Linked DNA regions of Muntiacus reevesi: region 1 is linked to region 2. The links are chromatin contacts, called in public Hi-C maps. All regions are on one chromosome and are shown on one strand. The core of a region is the stretch at or near the end of the contact, and the rest is flanking DNA. Distances in the headings are between cores, read along the strand shown.

The links. Hi-C and Micro-C count contacts between places; a contact is called where the count stands out from the background.
Region 1: a contact with region 2 is called in a Hi-C map of muscle, with 4 times the contacts expected there. The contact joins the promoter of SLC25A51 here to the promoter of ZBTB5 in region 2. A contact is called at or near these places in 2 of 3 Hi-C or Micro-C datasets (blood and muscle).

What each region holds. Positions count from the first base shown.
Region 1 is chr17:57,813,509-57,816,467 of mMunRee1.1, reverse strand. It overlaps SLC25A51 (solute carrier family 25 member 51), which reads left to right and starts at 1,527. Exons shown (of 5, transcript XM_065908021.1): 1 at 1,527-1,633; 2 at 2,448-2,593.
Region 2 is chr17:57,425,515-57,428,389 of mMunRee1.1, reverse strand. It overlaps ZBTB5 (zinc finger and BTB domain containing 5), which reads left to right and starts at 1,331. Exons shown (of 4, transcript XR_010659491.1): 1 at 1,331-1,522.

The DNA of each region.
Region 1 (2,959 bases), core at 278-2,777, 390 kb before region 2:
TTGTCATTATCCGTGGAGCCTGAAATCTATCTATGCACACTAGTTAGATGCCAGATGCCTGCATCTAACTGTCAAGGTTTGCAACATCAGACCCCACCTCCTGACCTTTACAATCTTATCTCCTTCTGCTATGACTTCCCTCACTAGTCCAAATTTCACTCACTATCCTCCAAGGCCCAATTCAACACTTCCTCCTCTATGAAGCCATCCCTGTTTCTTTCTTAAGGGGAAAGGCCCCCCCATGCTTCTGAATTTTCAGTTATGGCTTTTACAGCCTTCTCTGCACTCTAAGCTCCCCCAAGAGAACACAGTGGTACACAGTAGGTACCTCAGCAGAGCCCTGGCTGAAATTAGGTAGCATGGCCTCCCACATCACAAGAAGCAGTTCAGCAGACCAGCTCAAGCAGTCAGTATCTACCAAGTGCTCTCAGGGGAGGTACACAGAGAGAGCCACCCCACCTTGTTTCACCCAGTGGAGCTGCTCACTGAACAAACCCCAAGTCAAGAGCATGTCGTTGTTGTTTAGTTGTAAGTTGTGTCTGACTCTTTTTTGCAACCCTATGGACTGTAGCCCGCCAGGCTCCTCTGTCCATGGAATTTTCCAGGCAAGAATAGTGGAGTGGGTTTTCATGTCCTACTCCAGGGGATCTTCCTCACCCGGGGATGGAACCAGGGGCTCTTGCACCTTCTACATGGGCAGGCAGATTCTTTAGCAACGAGTCACCTGGTACGCCATCACATATTTGATGATCCTCCAGAGGACCTCGCTCCCAGGCTGACCTTTCCATTTCCTTCGGTCCCTCACATCCATGTGCCTTCCAGTTGATAAGAGTCAGATCGTTATTCCCAGTGATTCTTACAAAGGCCAAGAGAGATGCGAGGCAGGCGTTCCTTTCCAGAGATCTGGGGCTCAGGGTCGCTATGACTTGACCCAGGCCTCCTAACTCTGAGTGCAGTGGAGTCCAAGACGTGCAAGTTGTCTGAAATGGAAGGAAACGGGGCTTTAAAATCATCTGTGTGTTTTAGAGCACACACATTTGTAAACTCTAACGGTGTTCTGTGAACTGCAGTATCAGTAGCTGACCAAAGGCAGCTCCAAGCGTTTGATGAAATCTAACCAATGGCACAAACGGTAGCGAGGTGGGGGCTTTGCAGGCCTAGGCCCACGTGCAAGCTTGCATCCACAACTGCCGATTCCCAGGGGTCCTCCCACAGGCCGCGCACGAGCAAAAGCGTTGGCTGTTTGTGGCGCGGCAGGGCCACCGTACACCAGGGGCGCGCTAGTCCAGCAAGCGGAACCCCACAGCCCGACGACAGGTGTGATGGGTGACCCAACACCTGCCCCGCGGCGGCGAACCGCTGCCAGGAGTTAGCCGGCCTCACCTGACCCTCCGCGGGATTACGGAGAGGTGGTGCGTCAGCGTCTCCCTCACGTGACCGGGCTCGGCGGCGCCGGCCGCGTCACGCCCCGCCCACCGCGTCACGCCCCGCCCACGCGTCACGCCCCGCCCGCGCGTCACGCCCCGCCCAGAGCGCTGGGTCGGTCAAGGTCTGCGCCTGCGCCGGCTCGCGGGCTCACCAACCTGCGGGCGGGCCGCTGCCGGGCGTGGAAGCCGGGCGCCCGCGGCGATGGGTGAGTGGGGAGGCAGGCGAGAGGAAAGCACGGGGTGTCCCCGGCCTCCGCGTGGAGTGAGTGGAAGCACGAAGGCGGCTCTGAGGAGGCCGTCTGCCCGGCCCTCTGGCGCGGTTGCTGGGCGCCCACCCCCGTCCGCGCGCGCGCACTGCCTCCCCTCGGTGCGCCCCGCAGTTCCCGCGCGCGCCATCCCGGGTGGGGTCCGCGGTCGCCGGGGCCAGCTCTAGGCTCCCTGCTCTGCCGCCTGCCACCGGGCCTTTCCGGGCCGAGGGCGCCGTCTGGCTGCCGGGAAGAGCCTTTTCGGCGGAGGAGGCTGTGCGTCCGTTTGGGCGCGCCCCGGGCGGGGAGGTGCCTCCCGGCGAGCCCTGATAGCGGGGCGGGGAGGGGCCGGGCTTTGCCCGAGTCCTGGGAGCGCGGCGCTGGGACCGCTGAAGGGCTCCTGCCGTCTCGGGGCCTGGGATTCCGGGACCTCTGGTTCCGTTGAATGTCAGGGACTGGAGAGGCCTGGACGATCCCGTCCACTCCCCTCCCCTCCCCCTTAGCCACAGGCCGGGGAAATGGACGCCAGCGGAGCGGTAAGTTCAGCTACCCGGCCAGACAATGCTTGTTCTGCGACACCATGTTGCTTCGCGTTGCGAGAAACTCCGTTGTACTAGGCTGGTTTTTTATTTTTATTTTTATTTTTTTGGTGATGGTGGAGAAGTGGGGGTGGGCATTGTTAATTGAAAATCTCTGTACCAATTACTAAGCTTATCTAGGTGGAGCGTGTTGATGTCTCAGCTTTATTTACGCTTTTCTTTTTTGCCCCTTACAGCTGTACACACCTGGTCTTAATCCCCACCTGCAAGCAGAGAAACAGAAGCCCGTAAAGTAACTCTGTAGTGCCCTTGTTTTGAAAGAATTCCATAAAATCAAAAGGTGTCAGCACTGGTTGGGCCCGCTAGTGGTTCCAGAGCACAGGTTAGGCGCTTTGGATCTGGAGTCACCTCGAGTGCATCCCAAGGAAAGATCACAAGCTGTTACCTTTAAGAGAGAGTGCATTTATCTGGTTTCTCCTTTGGTAGATTAAAGTTAGCCCAGAGAAGTGGAATTTTTAAATTATAGACGTTGCTTTGTATTTATAGTAGCAAGATAGTGTCCTAACTAGGACTAGAACCCAGATTAATCTTGCTCTGAATGCTGACTCAGACCTGCTGACTTGCGGGAGTCAACATCCTTTGAGAATTACAGTTGCTTTCTCCCCAGTTTTTGCACAAAGACCTTTGTGCTGGATCACATCTTGGTCTTATCCCGTGGGCTGTAAATTACAGTGAGCATTTAGACTTT
Region 2 (2,875 bases), core at 82-2,581:
ATAGATGCACATTCACGTTTCCTTGTGTCTGCCACTAATAAAGCTGTGCTCAACAATCTCGTACATACTTTTCCACATTTGTTTATTTAAGGAGAATTTCTAGAAAGGAATTGCCAGCTAGAAGAGAATGAACATACAATTTAAAATTTGAAGATACCACGTTATCCTCAGGAAGTAGCAATGATACTCCCAACTGCAATATAGGATGGGACTTTTTTCTCACACTCTTCTGAGAATTGAACATACGAATCTTTTAAATTTTTTGCCAGTCTGTAAGTCTGAAACAACATCTAGCTGATAATATGTCTCTAAGGATCACACATGTGAAAGGACTGGCTTATTGTCAGCATCCGCCCCCCCCCCACCTTCTTTTCCCTGAAGCTGCCCAATCTGGCAGTAAAATACATGCAAGGGCTATAAAATGTCAGAGAATCTTAACGAATACAATTTACCATCAGATTTCATTTGAGGCCTCAAAGAGGGGGGGGGGGGAACACACCAAAAGCAACATTAAAAACGCATATGATCTGAAGGGATGGATCAGATGTAATGATAACTGGATGTTAAGTGCTGAAGTGGGATGTTCCCTTTTAAAAATAATACCGGGATTGCCTGTGGGACTGTGTCGGACTCAACTGCGGTCAGATGGATCCGTCCCATTTTCAGTTCAACGTCTTTAACCTGGATTTTGGCTTAGTTCAACCTAAACAGTTTCTTGGAACTTATTTTATTCCAAAATCTACGAGGTGGGATCTCAACCTCGGCCCCGGTGACTGTGTGAGCCCCGCGAAGGGAGTTCGCAGCAGAGTGGGAGCCCGGGATCACCAAAGAGGGAGCCGGGCGCCGTGAGGACGGAGGAATCCTGGGGACCCGTTACCTCGCGGGCTCTGCTCACACCTGGCTCAGGTATCAGGCAGTAGTGGCTGGGATTGGTGGGGTTCGGCGGAAAGCCTGCTGGCCTCCACCACCACGGTTCTCGATATGCTTCGGCACACAGTCGCTTTTCTGTAGTCCAAACCTAGAGCAGCTTGGTGATAAATACCGCCTTAAAAGGCGTTTGATAACAGTTCTACGTGTTGTAAGGCAAACGGTTATTGGTCGCGGGGCTCACGGATTCGGTCTGTAGTAAACACAGCGAGGCTCCCGGGACCCGGGATTGGTCAGCGTTCCAGAGTAAATTCCTCCGGACTCGGAGCGTCGACTGGCTGCACTGCTGCCGCTGCCCCGCCCTCTCCCCGTCTGATTGGTTGCAGCTCGGCGGGGAGGCGGAGCAAAGCCTCGGAGTGAGCGAGTCGTGTCGCGTCACTTCCGTTTGCTGTGGGCAGCCGCCGCGGCGTTCTCAGAGTGCGGTGGCGAACGGGCTGGAGGAGCTGAGGCACTGGAGGCGGGGTGGGCGGAAAAGGGAGGAATCCCATCACGGAGGCGCCAGCCTGGAGGTTTCCACCTCCTCCGACACTGTCGGGAGGGATCGGAGAAGGGTCACCGCCTCCTCCTTCGAGAAGGGGGGCGGAGCCCGGCTCAGGTGAGGCGACCCTGTCAAGGCGAGCGGTGGCGGCGCGCGTGGGCGCGCTCACGTGGAGACGGTTGATCTCTGGGGGTGCTGGGTGGGCGGCGCGAGCGGGGTCTCGTCCTGGCGTCCGGACGCGCGCAGACGCGTACCGGTTGCCCTCCACACCCCACCCCCGCCCACCCTGTCTGTCTTTCTGAGGGAGTATTGTTAACCCTCGGAGCGGAGGGGCCAGGCTAGTGGGAGGCGTGTTCTGCGCAGGCGTCCCCGGTGTCCCGACGCCAGGCTGTCTGTCCGCAGGGTGGGGCGGGGGTTCTTGCCCACTTGCATCTGCCGGCGGGCGACGTTGGTTACTGGGCTCGGGGGGGACCGGCTTGCGACCAACAGCCTGGCGAGGTGAATAGATCTGCGGGATGGGGTCGGGTGGCTCCCTTGCCCCCATCCTGGGTCTGTTTGAGCGACGAGGTTTCATTTCATCAGAGCAAGGCCAAGGCGGTCTGGAATCGGGAACCCGAGGCTGACCCTGCACGGGTGGAGTTAGTGTTTTGGAATGCCCCAACTTATCAGAAGACTAAAGTGTTTATAGGCATTTATTGGACGGCCTCTGCTTCCAGGCTTCGTGCTAGGAGCTGTGGGGAATTCAGTGGCAAGAACAGCCTTGCCCCCTCCTCCCCTCGTTTGGAGGACATAAAGATTTATACTACTTAGAGACTAACATTAGGCAGTAAATTAAAGGGGGGTCGAAGGTTAGGTTTTTTCCTTCGAGAGAAAGTCCTTTGTCATTAAGTCAGTCTGCCTTCTGGCATCGTGGAGGGTACTGTGGAAGCAAATTTCTGAATAGGACCCAAATTGTAAATAATTTGGAGGAAAAAAAATATAGGTAAATTGAGTACTAAGTAGTATGCTTGAATCCTGGTTAATTTTAATGAATGGAAGTAAGAAACCCCTCACCTTCAAGAATTGAAGCAAAAATATTTCCAAAATATGTTCATATACCTTTCAGTTGTAGTAGGTAGAAGATATTACGTACATTGGGATCTTTCTTTAGAGACTGAAGAGAATGCTGTGCCTTAGACATCACTGATGATTTGTTATCCTTGTACTGTCTGTTGTGATTTAGATTAATTTAAAGAAGGTGGGTTAGGTGTCTCATTGTTTTCTGGAGAAACTGCATTCTGTTTTTGTGATTTCCGTGGTGAGCGTGATAAGCTAAAAGATTAGCAGAGAGAGAAAGAGACCAGGTGGAGAGAGGAGAGAGAGAGGATTTTAGAAAAAAGCCCCTAAACCAAGGGAAGGTCGCCTCCTACTGCTTTAGTCTGGTCTGGAAATCCCAGGAAATTTGGGAAGACTGGCTTTGCCGCCACTGTT